2 separate regions of the Sus scrofa genome follow, and region 2 is linked to region 1. Evidence: chromatin contacts called from public HiChIP or PLAC-seq data. All regions are on one chromosome and are shown on one strand. Each heading gives the region's core, a stretch centred on a gene start, on an enhancer-like site or on the middle of the called end of the contact. The rest is flanking DNA. Distances are from core to core; before and after follow the strand shown. Region 1 overlaps GLIPR1 (glioma pathogenesis-related protein 1). Region 2 has its middle 49 kb from the start of PHLDA1.

Region 1 (4,158 bases), core at 791-3,290:
TCCCAGGCAGACAGAAAGCTAAGCCAAGCACTTAAGATGAAAAATCAGAGAAGGCAGGAAGTTAGTTACTGAGTAGTTGGTAGTTAGTTACTGAGTAGTTAGTAGTTAGTGAGAGAGGAAGAATCAGTAACTAATAGGTCTAGATTTAGAAAGGGACAATGTGAAATTTTATTTTTCTCTCTCAGCTGGGCATTACAAACAGGTTCTGGAGAACTTGCTAAGAATTCTCATCCTTCACTGGAATCTGCTAGTTTTTCCAGGAATTCCCTCTCCAGGTTCTAGTTTTTAACTTTAATTTTAGCCTCCCTTGGCTGTTTAAGAGCATAGCACTTTCCCAGGGAAACTTTTGAAGTCCTATCAGTTCTGGGCAGGGAGATGGCTACATGGGGCTATACTTTTAGGAGTGGATATCAGGGCATTCAAATTGATTTTGACAAATTTGCATAGGGCCTTGAAGGACAATCTCTTTTCCAGTGTCCCAGTTAATACAACTAAAACAATCTATGGGGTCAGTATTTTAATGATGGACCCCTAGGAAAATGCAGCATCAGTGGGACCCAGGTATGATTTTTAAGTGCCTGGCCTTGAAGCTGTTGTAGCTGTAAGGATAATGGTTTGGTCAACTTTGTTTATGATCTCATGTCTTTAAATTTTCATTTGTCTTCTATAACAATTTTTAATGAAGCTATTTTGGAATTTGGAGGGGGCGCTTTTGGAGTTGTCTTATGCTACTTAAAATAGGCATCCTATTCTGTTTGCTTAATTTAGGAGCCCTTACTTTCAAGTACACTTTTTATTTATTTTTGCTATTTTAGGGCTGCATCCACAGCATATGGAGATTCCCAGGCTAGGGGTTGAATCCAAGCTGTAGCTGCCAGCCTATGCCACAGGCACAGCAATGCCAAATCTGAGCTGCATCTGCGACCTACACCACAGCTCACAGCAATGCTGGATCCTTAACCCACTGAGCAAGGCTAGGGATCCAACCCTCAACCTCATGGATACCATTTGGGTTGGTTAACCTCTGAGCCATGAAGAGAACTCCTTAAGCACACTTTTTAAATGATCTTATCTGACTTAAATGTTCTGCATAATGGCCATTGTAATACAGGTTGTAATTCCCCTGAGAGCTGGCCGCAGCTTTGTTGGACCTTGGCTCAAAAATGGAAATTAACCCACATCTCTCTCCAGCCACATTTTGGGACTGACAACCTCATGGTTACTAAGTCAAGTTCTCAAGATCACAAAATTATAGATGTTTTTAATAAAACTTTGCCTTAAAAAAAAATACTTGTAGCTTCTGCAACAATAGTTCTTAGGTATACGAACAATAGTTCTTAGGTTGTGCCATAAGGTAGGGATCTCTCAGAGCCAAACTAATTCCTAAAAAGGGATGTGCTGCTAGGTTGGAAAATGTGTGATATTTAACTGTGTACCTCATTGCAGAGAAATTTCCTTGAGGATGGCAGGTAACTTAGTGTCAATCTAACACATCCTGTGACCAACTTAGGCTAACATAGAAATCTCTTGGTTAGGTGGCAAGTGCTGTAACAGCTCAATGCATGTCCAATAGTTTTTGCAGCTTTTTTTAACTTCTACATTTCTCCCTTTGTCTTTTTAGGGCCGAACCCATGGCATATGGAGGTTCCCAGGTTAGGTGTCAAATCGGAGCTATAAAAATGGCCTCATTCAGCCTCCATGGCCTTCTCTGAGTTCCAAGGGGCACTGTCTGTAAGGCATTATCTGCTCTGGCCTCTGCCTGGCAAAGAAAGAAAAGATATTTTTTTTCTTTTACCCAAAACTCTGTTTCAAAGTTTCTATTCAGCACCAGTGGACAGAGGCCAAGTTTTGGCAACAAACTTTGGGGGCTCGTTTGGGATCAACTGACTGGCAGCTGGCCGTGTGTGGCCCCTGGACTTCATAAGACGGTTTGGGGTTTCTCTCTATGCAAACCTCTTTCAGGAGAGCAGAGGGTTGGAGGATGACTCAAGAGGCCAGATCATCAGAGATCCTGCCATTGGGCCATGCCCAGGTCACACCCAGCCAGTCGTCTCAGTAGTTGGAGCTCCAGGATAGGAACAGAGGACTAGAGAGAAACTGCCCAGCAGCTCCAAGGCCTTGAGGACATCTTTATCTCTTTGTGCCCACGCCAGCCCAAACCTCTTACTCTGAGAAATGATTTTGGGGAAGAACAAAAATAGCATCTGGGCCGTTGTGACACCTCTACCAGTATCTGGGTAAGTCCCCCAAGAGCACTCTGAGGCCCCTTGGATCTGATCCATTTAAGAATTCTCAAAGGGCACCACTCGGACTCAGGTCCTGGGCTTAGTGGCACTTGGAAGCCAATTTGAGTTGGTTTGTAGCTTCCTTTTGGCTGGCAACGATTATGCTTTTGCTTTCAGTTTTGTGCGTGAATGTTTCATTTGATTCAATATGGGAAGAACTTCTCCAGTTCCATATGATAGCTATGAGCCCAATGACCAAGAAAACTTATTCCAACTGTTATTTATAATAGTGGATTTTATGTTTGATATCAGATCCATAATTAAGCTTAGAAAATGAAGATAGCATAATGTGAGAAAAAAAAGTATACATATATGTGTAACTGGGTCACCATGCTGTACAGTAGAAAAAAAATTGTATTGGGGAAATAACAAAATTTTAAAAAATTAAAAGAAAATGAAGATAATGAGATCTGGTTGTATGTTTGTATACATTTTCTTTTTACCTTTGATATTATCAAAATTAATTTGTAAATGATCTCTAGTTAATTGGCTTAAACAATTGAAATTAAGCACTTGTAGAAATTCTCAAAAACAGAAGGTTACTGGCCAGAATTAATTTTAGGTTCATGTGAACTGGGAAATATTCAGTATTAAATTAATACCTGATATTAGGTTTGTTGATTTAAGTGATAGAGATATGTCTTTAGAGTCATCAAGATTAAGTATAAATCTTTATTGTACTTAGCTTTTAATAGAAGTAAAATAAGATGTTGCTGTATCTGTTGCAATTTAACAGCAAGAAAATAACTTGGTATGATAACATTTTTATAAGAAACTTAAATGTAAATGAGACAAGCTTTTGTGTGAACTCTTTAGGAACAATTTGGGGAAAATTGTTTTAGGAATATCTACTTTTAAAATAATCTCTCCAGATATCTGGTAATGTGAAAATTTAGAGTTGCACAAAATTTAAACTATGTTGAATGATGGAAGATTATGGAATAACTAGGTCATTTCCAGATAGGGTAATATACTGAAACATTAATTACTGGACATGGGCTTCACTTTACAGAGAAACTAAAGATATTTGGGACTATTAAATATTCAGTGCCACCCTGAGATGTTCTCTATAAGAAAACCTGTTTTTAAAAATTACTTATATAGTAGTTCTTGGTTGCTTAAGGAAACTAGGATGTATGTTTTCAGTAAAGAAGGGATGAGGAATGTCAGGAATGGCATTGCATTTTCTTAAGGGAAAAGGGTGATTTTTGTCCTAGAGGTGGCTGCTTCTGAATTTAAAAGAATATGGGGCAAAATAATAATGGATACAGAAAGTGATGGAAGGTTGGTGGGAACTGGGCACTGAGAGAAGATTTTGTGCATGGTTGGGACTATGTTTAGAATAAATTTAATTGAATAAATTAATAGTAAATTGGTACAAAACTTAAACTTGGAATTATCTGTTAAGACAAGTTAATGCTGAACTACAGATCGTGTGAAGTTCTTTGCCTTTAAGTGATCTAAATTTGCTTTTGAGATCTGCCATAAATTTGGTTAAAGAGAAGGGCTTATTTCACAGTGACCTATTATCTTATTTGCCTGAGTGTTTTAAAGCCCTTTGACAAACTTCTCAAATAGCAAATTTTAGTTAAAAGTTTTTTTGACTTCCAACTAACTTGGAATGTTCCAGGGAAACTCTGAAGCATCTCAGAGAAATACTAAGTTAACCAAGATTATTTGGTATGTTAAATTACATGGAAAGCATTTTCAAATGAGAAACAAGCCTTAGGTTAAACTGTATAGATAAGTGTTATTAATGCAAATATTCTAAAAATTATATGGGATCTTTTTTTCTTTTTATGGCTGCACGTACAGCGTATGGAAGTTCCCCGGCCAGGGGTCAAATTAGTGCTGCAGCTTGTGGCAATGCTGG
Region 2 (4,158 bases), core at 614-3,113, 500 kb after region 1:
AGGCATTTCACCAAATGGTATTCCACAGTGAGCAGCATTATAGTCCAGTGGGTGTTTCCAGGGCAATCCCACCCACATCACCTTTGATGTCTTATAATTGACTTTTCTCCCATTAAGCTTATAAAGCTATCTACAAGCTCTGGGCACGAGGTCACAGAGATCACCAGACCTGTGCTGGCAGGAAACACAGAATGTGGCCTTGAATCAAAAGAGAGCTTCAAAGACTGACCATCCTCCCTCCAACCCTAATGGAGCTACCAAAATCTGAGGCCTGTTATCTTGTAGGTTCCCAAGTCTAAGCCAGGCTCTTAAGAAGAAAAATGCCTAGGATCTTGAATCCATTACTACTAATAAATCCAAGCTTTTCATTTTCATAGAAATGGAAGCACTTTAAAACGTGGTTGCCAACGGTTGCCTGAGCCAGTCAAGGAAGTAGAGGAAGATGAGGTAACAAAAATGTGAAGAATGAGGCTTTAAGTCCTATTCCCATATATCTTTATTCCTAGCTCAGTAGAGAATGTATCAGACCAAAGAAGGTCAAAGAATCCCTGGGGTGAGTTGCAATGAATAGTGTGATGATATAATTGAAATGACATGACTGTTCTCACAGTTGGAGGCAAAGGTGAGGGGGATGAGTAGTCCAAGAACAAGTAAATAGGTACTTTTCATGCCCAGGTTCTACATATTTTAGAACTTTCTGGGCTACTTCCCAGGGAAATTAAAGAATGAGGATGTCATAGGAAGGAGAGGAGGGTTCCTATCATCCACCACTCTACTTGCAGCTCAGAAAACCCAGAATGCAAGAGGTAGGCCGCAGAAAGTTTCGTGCTTATTTTACCTCTTCTCTGTCATTATTTTAAACATGTGTCGTACCAGGAATGTTGTTAGTTCATGACACAGAAAACATAGATAAGCAGTTCTTTGGAATTTGGGGGTGAGGAAGAAAACAGTGCATATACATAACTCCAGCCCAATGTCATCCTGTGGTCATTGCTTAATACAAATGAAAGATATTGTGCCACCAGTAGAAGATAGAAGCGATACTGTTTTAGAAAATAATAACCTTGCAACCAGAGGTGGTCAGAAAAGCAAGGAAGTGATCATCACCAAAGTTAGGATAGTGGTTACTTCTAGGAGGGAGGGAGGGGGTGTGGTCTAGAAGGTCAACAAAGGAGGGGTATCTGGGCTGGCAATGTTCCCTTTCTTGATTGAGGGGTGTTCACTTTGTAAGTATACATTATGCTATATATTTATGTTTTCTATTTGTATATTCTATTTCATAATTTTCAAAAGGTTAAAAAAGGAAAGAAAATAATAACCCTCCCTTTATTGAGGAAAAAACACTTTACTGCAGAGCTTAGCTCTAGTTATTTAAACATCTTTCTCTGTTGATATCTAGGTTCCTTCCATAGATTGTTATTCTGGGAGAAAAAGAGGGTGGATTTTTGAGGAGCCATGAGTAGACTACTGTTAAAGCTCCAGTATAGATGGCATACCAGAGATTTTTTTTAGTACTGGAGTGTGTTGGGAGTATATATTTAAGAGTCCAATTATTCGAGTCAGAATTCAATGGGGCTCCACAAGATACCAGAAAGTTCTACAAAGGTTTGGCAGTGTTCACAAAGCAGTCATCAGACACAAAGACAGGGGATACAAAGGGGGTTATGAAATCATCGAGATAAATACAAAAATTTTTAAAAAGATATTAAGAACTCAGTTCTTCCAGTTCAGGGCATAGCAGAGCCTCAGGGCCTCTCTGTGAAGAAAATCCCTCCTGTGTTTGGCATCTGAGTGACTCACCCAGAAAACCATCCACTGCGTGCAGCAAAAAGGAAATGAATCATGGAAGCTTCTGACCTTTGCCCTTGTCATCCCGGCACAGGGAAGCCACCCACAGACAGTCTCAACAGAGCTGGAGACAGGGCAGTCAAACAAGGCACACAACAATGATGCAGATCTATTGGCAGAGGTCTGGATAACACAGCTCAGGGGGTGAGAATCAGGATAAGCACTGATTTTATGATACCAAAAAACCCTAGCTGTTGAACTGGCATTGAGGACAATTTGGCAGAATCCTGCTGTTTTAGGCAATCATAGGAACTCCTTCCATCAGTAACTGGGTTTGGAATTTGAAGAATTTGCTTGGCTTGCTTAGAAGTAGACCAAACTCATACATGTACGAAAGTTGGAATGAATTTGATGGAATCATTTACATTTAAGAAGATGTGAGTCCAATGTCTGTATTCAGAAAAGCAAAGGGTTTACAAAGATTGGCAGAGGCTGTCCTAATACAACCCAGTACTCCAGGGGGATGATTTCAGTTTTCAACAAAATCAGGATGCCTTCAAAACATTCACCTAAAAGCTAAATATAGTTCATCCAAAAACATGCACAGAGTAGAAGAAGGAAACCTAGGGGAAAAGAAGGAAACTCTTTAATTGCCTATATTACTGAATACAACTTCATGTGGGGATAGTCCATGGAGGTGAGCTGATCTCCCAGTTCTCTGCTCATCCTGCTGGGATGTAGAGTTCAAAGGCATTTCCCTCCATGCCAGGGTGAGCTTTCTAATGGTGGTCTCTCCCCCATATGGGCCTACAAAAGCTTTCTATATTTCTATATTAAGAAATAATATATATATAGAAATATATATTTCTATATTTCCTTATTATAAAAGAATATACCAGCCCTCAAAAGACATCACCCAAGGATTTCCCTGTGGCTCAGCAGGTTAAGGATCTGGTGTTGTGACTGCTGTGGCTAGGGTCACTGCCATGGTGCAGGTTCAGTTCCTGGCCTAAGAACTTCTGCATGCTGTCTGTGGGTTTGGCAAAACAAAAAAACCAACCAACACCCCCCCCCCCCCGCCACATTACCCAAGCCCTTGCCTTCTGGATGAACTAGGCTAAGAAACCCCTTCCCTGGCTAGTTGGGAGGGTGGGAATTAGGCACTTGTATGTCACACAGCTTAATGCAGAGCTCTGATTTGTGCTTGGTAACTCAAGTTGATAGAGGACATGGGATAGCAAATGATGTTCCAGTCACAGCTCAGGAACTGATTGGGGTCTAGAACCTTTCCTCTTCCTTCCATCCCCACCTCCCATTCTAGCCACTTTCCTCACTTTCATATTCTCTCTTCTTACCCACTCCAATGTTATCCTCCTTTATTAAATTAGAGAAAGGAGATTAGTCATTTCTAGGTAGACAGGCAGGACCTCTGGGTCCACATCCTGTTACTGCCTTCAGCATTTACTGATGGAAATAGAAGTGATTCAGTCTTGTCTCAGAGCACAGGATTTTGAAAACACTACTCTGCATACTGCTAAGTGATTTACATACAATTGGTATCAGGGTGTCCCAGTATTATCTTCCCACTCTCTTTATGAACTTTTCTTTCCATGTTTTTAAATTAAAGTATAGTTGATTTACAGTGTTCTGTCAATTTCTGCTGTACTGCAAAGTGGCCCAATTATACATATATACATTTTTTTCTCATGTTATATTCCATCCTGTTCTACCACAAGTGATTGGATATAGTTCCCTGTGCTATATAGCAGGACCTCATTTCTTATTCATTCTAGAGATTCTCATACTAAGTCAAGTAAGTTAGAAAGAGAAACACAAATACTATATGATATCACTTATATGTGGAATCTAAAATAGGGCACAAATGAACCTATCTACAGAACAGAAACAGACTCACAGACATGGAGACAGACTTGTGGTTGCCAAGAGGGAGGGAATTGGATGGACAGGGCATTAGGGTTTAGTAGATGCAAACCTTTACGAGCTCCTATCCCTATTTCCAACAGTATCTTCAACTAATGAATACGTATTTTTTCTGTGATAATAATAATACATTTTTAAAATGGCTACCACCTATCTAGTCAATACTTCCCATGCTAAAGGATTAATGTCTGGGGATATTAATCCTTTTAATCTTCATAGTAACCATATTATAACAGGTTCTATTTTCATCCCTACTTTATAAATGGGAAACTCCAAATTTAGAAATTGTGTCACTTGCCCAAAATCAAGTAGGGAAATAGCCAGGATTTAAGCCCAGAGCTTGTCAACTACAGAATCTGAGCTCTTTACCATCACACTAAGGATCCTAGGCAGCTGGGGTAGAAGAAGAAAAAAGTGAATTGTATTCCT

The links. HiChIP or PLAC-seq counts read pairs in DNA pulled down with a chosen protein or histone mark.
Region 2: a contact with region 1 is called in an H3K27ac HiChIP or PLAC-seq map of alveolar macrophages. The contact joins two enhancer-like sites. A contact is called at or near these places in 1 of 5 promoter capture datasets (fetal liver) and 1 of 2 datasets of contacts at active chromatin or transcription factors (alveolar macrophages).

Annotation. Positions count from the first base shown.
Region 1 is chr5:38,765,076-38,769,233 of Sscrofa11.1, forward strand. The region is part of intron 1 of GLIPR1 (glioma pathogenesis-related protein 1); the gene reads left to right. Among named protein-coding and RNA genes, the nearest start is that of GLIPR1, 8.6 kb to the left of the region's middle. Within about 2 kb of position 2,041, at least 33 of the 83 cell types and tissues checked have an H3K27ac peak or open chromatin away from gene starts, as enhancers often do. A contact at or near this core is called in alveolar macrophages, where this site is marked.
Region 2 is chr5:39,267,933-39,272,090 of Sscrofa11.1, forward strand. No RefSeq gene overlaps it. Among named protein-coding and RNA genes, the nearest start is that of PHLDA1, 49 kb to the right of the region's middle. Within about 2 kb of position 1,864, at least 28 of the 83 cell types and tissues checked have an H3K27ac peak or open chromatin away from gene starts, as enhancers often do. A contact at or near this core is called in alveolar macrophages, where this site is marked.